Linked DNA regions of Sus scrofa: region 2 is linked to region 1. The links are chromatin contacts, called in public Hi-C maps. All regions are on one chromosome and are shown on one strand. The core of a region is the stretch at or near the end of the contact, and the rest is flanking DNA. Distances in the headings are between cores, read along the strand shown. Region 1 has its middle 19 kb from the start of CISD2. Region 2 has its middle 58 kb from the start of SLC39A8.

Region 1 (3,798 bases), core at 834-3,333:
TATGATGCAAAAATTAATAATTTTTTGTAACAAAAGTGATAAAGTCTCTATGTAATATGTAATAAATGAGGAAATTGCCATGTGGGTTACAGACAAGAGTTAATATCTATAAAACTATGCACTGTGTATCACAAATGGGCAAGAAAAAGGCAAACAAAAACATGGGGAAAATAATACAAAGACATAACCATAGAAGAGTAAATCCAAAATGAATAAAATTATGCTTAAACTCATTAGTAATCAGGGAAATACAAACAAAGCTCTAGAAGACTGTCACTTTATAACCCATTGTATTGCCACATATTAAGAAGAGCAATACCTATCACTGGTGGGAATTTTGGAGGAGGGAACCAAATAGTCTCATATGTTGGTAGTAATAAATATAGACTATTACAATCTTTTTCTAAAACAATTTGGTAACTTTTGGAGTAAAATATTCTTTATCACAGTAATTCTACAGAAATAAAAATCGATATAATTGTACACAAATATACATATATATATATATACACACACACATTTTTATTGCAACACTGATCTTAATGGAAAATACACATTAGAGCCCTGTTGGTTGATTCAGTGTATTTTTTTTTTTTTTTCTTTTTAGGACCACACCTGCAGCATATGGAAGTTCCTGGGCTAAGGGTTGAATTGGAGCTACAGCTGCTGGCCTGGCCACAGCCACAGCAACACCAGATCTGAGCCACATCTGTGACCTACACCATCACATCATTGAGACAAACCTGGGTCCTTAACCCATTAAGCGAGGCCAGGGATGGAACATGAATCCTCATGGACACAGTCTGGTTCTTAATCTGCTGAGCCACAACAGTAACTCCCTGATTCAGCATTTCTATGCAGTAGGGAAAAAAGCAAGATGCAGTATGGCATGTTTAATCCCCTCTTTTCATATATATATATATATATATATATATAATGCATTCTTATTTTGGGCACTGTGTATATATATATGTATGTACGTATGTATGTATAAATGTCGACTTTATGAACCTGAGAAAAAATGGGATGATACATCATAATGAGAGTGACATCATTTGTCTGGAGAGGGTAAGTAAAGATGGGAATTTGGGTAGGAGGGAGAAGACAGAGTAAAGAGTAAACAAACAAAAAAATACTACATTCCATGTATGATATTCCATTTCAAATTATATAAATTAAACATGTATATACACAATAAGAAAGTTTAAAACATTAATTGGATTTGATATCATGAAGGTCATTGATGACCTTACCCAGAGCAGTTATAGTTAACTGGAAGCAAATAATAAAGTAACATTCTTATTAGAGCAGTTTGAATTACAAATAAATAGTAAGACAGTTGACTACTATAAACTGAAACTTTATACAATAATACTAATAAAAAAGTAAAATATAATAAACAATGATGAGCAAAAGAGGGGATAAAGAAAGTCATTATATGTTATATACATGAGCCTCTGCGTACTGGCTCATGGGTTGCTTATTTCTTCACAGCAGACTGAGAACCATTAGCTCAAAAGCCCACTGGCACCAAACCAAAAGTTTACCCATCCACTTGTTTTAAACATAGTCCAAACAATGGAGGTTCCCTTGTGGCACAGTGGGTTATGGATCCAGCACTGCCACAGCTGCAGCTTGGGTTCAATCCCTGGCCCAAGAACTTCCACATGCTATGGGTGCAGCCAAACAAACAAACAAAAACAAGAAACAATAAGCATAATCCACACAAACAGATTTTTAGCCATTTAGAGCTTGCCTGCTTTACCTACTCTGTGAAACCGTCCAAAATCTGTTTGCCACAGATAAAATAAGCCTTGGGCTATAAAGACTTTAAGCAGCTGTTGTGCTTTGTAATTCTCTAACCCAGAGACTCCTGCCATGCTGCTAAATGACATCATACATAAGCACCCTAGACATAAAACCCCCATCTGATGCCCTCCCCCAGTACCCTTGTCCTCCTCCCTTTTGGGATGGTGGCCCCATGCCTTAAGCTCAAGCTTAAGGTTCGTCTCATGCTGCTAGGTCTTTTCCCAACATACAAACCCGTCAAAGTAACACTAAAATAAAGCTTGTGTGTGCTACTGCCACCTCATGGCCATATCTTTCTTCAATCAGCCCCAAAATGCTCAAACTCACCCCCCTCCCCTCACACTGCATAATAACAAAAGTAAAAATTCACCAGGAAGATATACCAATTCTAAAACTGCAAATCCATAATATATCCTCAAAATAAATAAAGCCAAATTTGATAGAATTACAAAGGGTAAATGACAAATCCACAAATACAGTGTGAGATTTTAACATCATTTTCAGTAACTGACTCAATGGACATAAAATTTGTAAGGCTATATAGATTACATAGAACTATAATCAACAATTAAAGAATCCCTATTTTTTTCTAGCACATTTGAAATATTTATAAAAATTGACCAAATCTTAGGCCTAAAGGTATCAAACCTTTAAAATGATATATAGACTACAAAGCACTACTATTAGAAATCAAAAACAAAAGGTTATCCAAAAGAGATCTTTAAATTTTAGAAGTTAAAAACATACTTCCAAATAATCAATGGAACCAAGAAGTAAATATAATAAAAATTAAAACATTTAAAAATGGATGAAGATGAAAAGATTACAGATCAATAGATATGTAATAGCTGAAGCAGTACTTGGAAATTTACCAGAAGAAATTTGCATTCATGGGAAGGACAACAGCCTACATTTAGAAAAAAAAAGATTTTAGGGGGTCCAGTAGTCTGGGATAGGTTTAAAATAAAGGGCAAATTATTGCATGTCCCATTCCCACCATGAAGGAAATACAATGCCTCACAGGCCTCTATGGGTTTTGGAGGCAGCATATTCTATAGTTGGGAATACTGTTCTGACACATACACTGAGTGACACAGAGGCTGCCAGCTCCTACAGGAGCTTGAAACAGGAAAACACTCTGTAGCAGGTTCAGGCTACAGCACAAGCAGCCCTATCATTTGGGCCATACAGTCCAGCAACTCTCCTATATTGGAAATGTCGGCAGTGAGAAAAATTACCATGTTGAGTTTACGGCAAATCACAATATGAAAATTACAACATAGCCCTATGACATTCTCTAGCAAGGCCATTGCTGTCTGCTGATATTATATACCATATAATCATATGGAATAATTATATACTTTAATATGTTCATGCATGCTACTGGATCCACCTAACAATGGACATTAAGTGACCATGTGGCTAGAACTTCCTATCATGAGCTTGGCTCTCTTAGATCTGCTAAGGCATAAAGACAAGCTGGCCTAGTAGCAATCCATCGTAAGATGGAAGTAGCACATCAAGGATTGGGCACGAAAAGGACTACAGGGCACAAGTATAAGCAAGTGGCCCAGGACCCCACATCATCAACAACTGTTACATATTTTCTATCCATCAACTTGCAATTATGATTGTGTAGGCATTCCCAAGTTGGTTAAGGAGGTCCACTGAAAGGTCATCTCAAGATGTGAATGCAGGCCAAAAATGGTTGGTGGCTTACTTAGCTCTGGAAAAGACAGCAATAAGAAAAAATTCTCCCAGTAGCCATAACTGTGGACTCCTTACCTTGTCATTCATTTTGCATGGAAAGGTAAGTAGCCCAAGGTAAGAATATATTCAGAATCATGGTCAAATGGCTTGGTTGGTAGGTCAGAGGTTGGAAGGAGAAAGTTTGGAAGACTGGAGACAAAGACATCTGGGAAGAAGCAGAGGGAAGGACCTATGGGAACAGACAAAAAATACAAAGATTTTATACCACACGTTAACTCC
Region 2 (3,446 bases), core at 244-2,743, 400 kb before region 1:
AAGTACAGCAATTGCAACTCTTTATGAGCAAGTGACAGAAAACATGATTCCAAATGGCTTAAGCAATAAAGAAGTTAACTGGTTCACACAACCAAAACTGAAGGGGAGAGTGGTCCACACAGCTGACACGTGGGACATCAGAACATCCCCCGGTCAGGGGTGAAATGGTGTCACCAGGACTGGTGTGTTTTCCTCTCTCAGCTCTACTCTCCTCTGCATTAGATTTGGTCTCAGGCTCCAGTGATGGCCCCTAGCAACTACCAGCTCATTTCCTCCTTAGGTATTATTTGGGTAAATTGCCCTTTTATTACCCAATATTAACAAAAGGGTAAGATTTGTGAATTTAATAATACATCCATATTTTGTCTTTCTCTCTTTTCCTATCAGTCCTGTACTTCCGCTTTCTGAGGTCATATTTAAGTAAACTTCATGTATATAAGCCTTTGTCTGAGGCTTTGCTATGGGAGACCCAGACGGACTGGGCTGTTGGCCCAGCACACACTGACCCTAACTGCCTCTGACTCATTGCAGAAGATGGCTAATGGAGAGGGATAGAGTAGGCGCCAGTAGTTGTAGAAGTCCCAATACAGGGAGTTCCCATCGTGTCAGTGGTTAACGAATTCAACTAGGAACCATGAGGTTGCAGGTTCGATCCCTGGCCTTACTCAGTGGGTTAAGGATCCAGCATTGCTGAGAGCTGTGGTGTAGGTCACAGACAGAGCTCGGATCCTACGTTGCTGTGGCTCTGGCATAGGTCGCGGCTACAGCTCTGATTGGACCCCTAGCCTGAGAACCTCCATATGCCATGGGTGTGGCCTTAGAAAAGCCAAAAAGAAAAAAAAATAAAAAATAAAATAAAAAAATAAAGTCCTGATAGGGATCATAGATAAAGAGGAAAACCTGGGGAAAGCTGGGGGACCACTGTAAGTTTAGGAAAACCCTCAGAATAAGCAGGCTTGCTTGACTAGTGGAGGTGCGAGAATTGCCTCTGGTCCTTGGGTGGGGGGTGGGAGGAGACCTGCATTCAGATTCAGACCAGGGCAAGAGTTTGAAGACCAGTCTTCAGTTGATTTGAATACACACTTTACCAGGTACTAAGGAGGAGCTACGACTCCCAGAAAGGAAGAGGTGGGCCTTTCCAACACCCGCCCCTTGGATGATAAAACTGGGGCCCAGGGCATCCTCGAGGCAGAAGCTTGCTTGCCTGCCCACTTGTGTCTCTCACTAGCATCCTATCCTAGTTTATCTATTTCTTGCCTATCACTTTGTCTTTGGTTGAATTCCTTCTGTGAGGAGGCGTAAAGAACCTGAACCTCAGTGAGTCCAGACACAGGGTGAGTAACTCGAATTTAAAACCATGGGTCTAAATCCTAATCTGGTTTTAGCCTGGGTTGGAGTCCCAGTCTGGGTTTTGGCTGGGTTAACGTCCTGGTACGTGGGTTCAAGTCTCAATCTGTGTTCTGGCTAAGTTCAGGCCATTAGTGCTGTCAGTTTCACAACCACTGTGCCTCCTGCTGCTACGTAGTCGTGGTCTCTTGGTCACAGCCAATAAAACCAGGGACCGAAGCCTGACAATCTGGCCACCAAAACTTCTCTGCCGGAGTTTGGAAATGGATTGAGAGAAAGTTGTTCCCTCACTGTGGTAAACATTTTGTGATGAAGCTTGGTGGCTTCCTTCCCCACCACAGGCTGCTGGAGCACACTCACCAGAGCTGAGGGTTAAACACCCAGGCATTTTGCCCACCAGCCCGACGGGAGCTGAAAATACGCCATGGCAAGCACATTTCATTACAAAAGTCAGCAGTTCCTACCATCTGGCCTTTTTCCCCCAGAGAGCCGGTTTACCAGCACACCACTGCTTCCTTCCCTCTGTTCCCTAAAACCTTGGAAATGTTCATAAGGATCTGGTTAGAGAGAGAGCACAGACCAAGCATTATAGTTCAGGCGAAACCAAATAATTCCAAAACAAAGAGTTTTGTAACTTGTGTTGGGAGACACAACTTTCAGCTGAGGCCACTCCTGGATGGCAGACCCCTGATCCCACAGAACAGCTCCAGCTTGACACCATCATCCATTATCAGGCTTAGAACTCAGCTGGGCCTGCCAGGGACCATCCTAAGCTGACCCAGTTGCTACCGAGAGACCAAGGATGGGTGGCGACACAAGTCCACAAATGTACAAGCAACAAGAGATGTGCTGCCCGCAGTCTGACCTGTGGCCTCTCCGCTGGTTAACAAAGCTCAGCATGTACCTGTCATTGCTCAGTGTCACCCGTCCGATAAGCCAGTCCTCCTCCTGGGAGGAGGAACACATCTCAGGGATGGAAAAGAAGGTGGAACTGTCCCTTCTGGAGAGAAGAGAAGGTTCTGCTCTGCAGTAAGAAGGTGAGCAGATTATGATAATGTGAGAACAAGAATATATGTATGTGTGTGTATGCCTGGGTCACTCTGCTATATAATTGAAATTGACAGGATATGGTATATCAACCATAATGGAAAAAAAGTAAAATCATAAAATAAAAAAAAAGAAGGTGACCAGAGGTGCAGTAGCCAAGGTTTCAACCATGAGGTCTGAGGAGCAGAGGAAGCCACCACTGAGGACAAGAATGGAGCAAAGGATGAAGAACAGTTCCTTTTGAAGGTCCAACAGATAGAGTGCCTAGAACAATGCAGATACATGTATGTAAGTATGTATTTACTTATTTTAGGGCTGCACCTGAAGCATATGGAAGTTCCAAAGCCAGGGGTCAAATCAGAGCTACAGCTGCTAGCCTACCCCACCACCACAGCAACTCCAGATCTGAGCCATGTCTGCAACCTACACAATAGCTCACAGCGACACCAGATCCTTAACCCACTGCGTGAGACCAGGGATCGAACCAGAATCCTCATGGATACTAGTTAGAGCTGAGCCGCCATGGGAAATCTATCAGTATATTATGAATATTGGCCACTATTCATTTATTAATGCCCACATGTGATTTCAAAGATCGGGCTTTAAAATGCATCTAGTCAACCCCTACTAATAAATATTTAGGCTGTTTTCAGTTCTCTACTCTAGCAAAGATGGATAGAGTTAATGAAAAATTATCTGACCCTTGTTAAAACAGTAAGGAAAAATTCATCCAAGACTATTGCAGTGGGAAGACAGATTGTGCTGACCTCAAAACAAGAAGGACAAGTGGGGATTTACAGCCATGAAGCAGGAGGAGGGGTCAAGGGATGGGAAAATTGCCAAGTGGCAGCTTCAGGGAGAGAGGAATGCTTGCTAAACTCATGTAATGGATTTTTCCTAAAGGCAGATCGAGGACTTAGACATCAAAGGTGAGAATGCAGAACTCGATCAGATATCAAGGATGACTGGATATCAAGGGAGAGGCTATGCAGGCCCAGCGAGGACAAGAGAGATGTGGAAGGCCAAGGTCAAAGCCTCGTTGAGAAGAGGGC

The links. A called contact is a pair of places that touch in the nucleus more often than the background predicts.
Region 2: a contact with region 1 is called in a Hi-C map of retroperitoneal adipose tissue, with 2.3 times the contacts expected there. The contact joins two enhancer-like sites. A contact is called at or near these places in 6 of 47 Hi-C or Micro-C datasets (alveolar macrophages, embryonic fibroblasts, mesenteric adipose tissue and 3 more) and 1 of 2 datasets of contacts at active chromatin or transcription factors (alveolar macrophages).

Annotation. Positions count from the first base shown.
Region 1 is chr8:118,143,451-118,147,248 of Sscrofa11.1, reverse strand. No RefSeq gene overlaps it. Among named protein-coding and RNA genes, the nearest start is that of CISD2, 19 kb to the left of the region's middle. Within about 2 kb of position 2,083, at least 7 of the 83 cell types and tissues checked have an H3K27ac peak or open chromatin away from gene starts, as enhancers often do. A contact at or near this core is called in retroperitoneal adipose tissue, where this site is marked.
Region 2 is chr8:118,545,113-118,548,558 of Sscrofa11.1, reverse strand. No RefSeq gene overlaps it. Among named protein-coding and RNA genes, the nearest start is that of SLC39A8, 58 kb to the left of the region's middle. Within about 2 kb of position 1,493, at least 4 of the 83 cell types and tissues checked have an H3K27ac peak or open chromatin away from gene starts, as enhancers often do. A contact at or near this core is called in retroperitoneal adipose tissue, where this site is marked.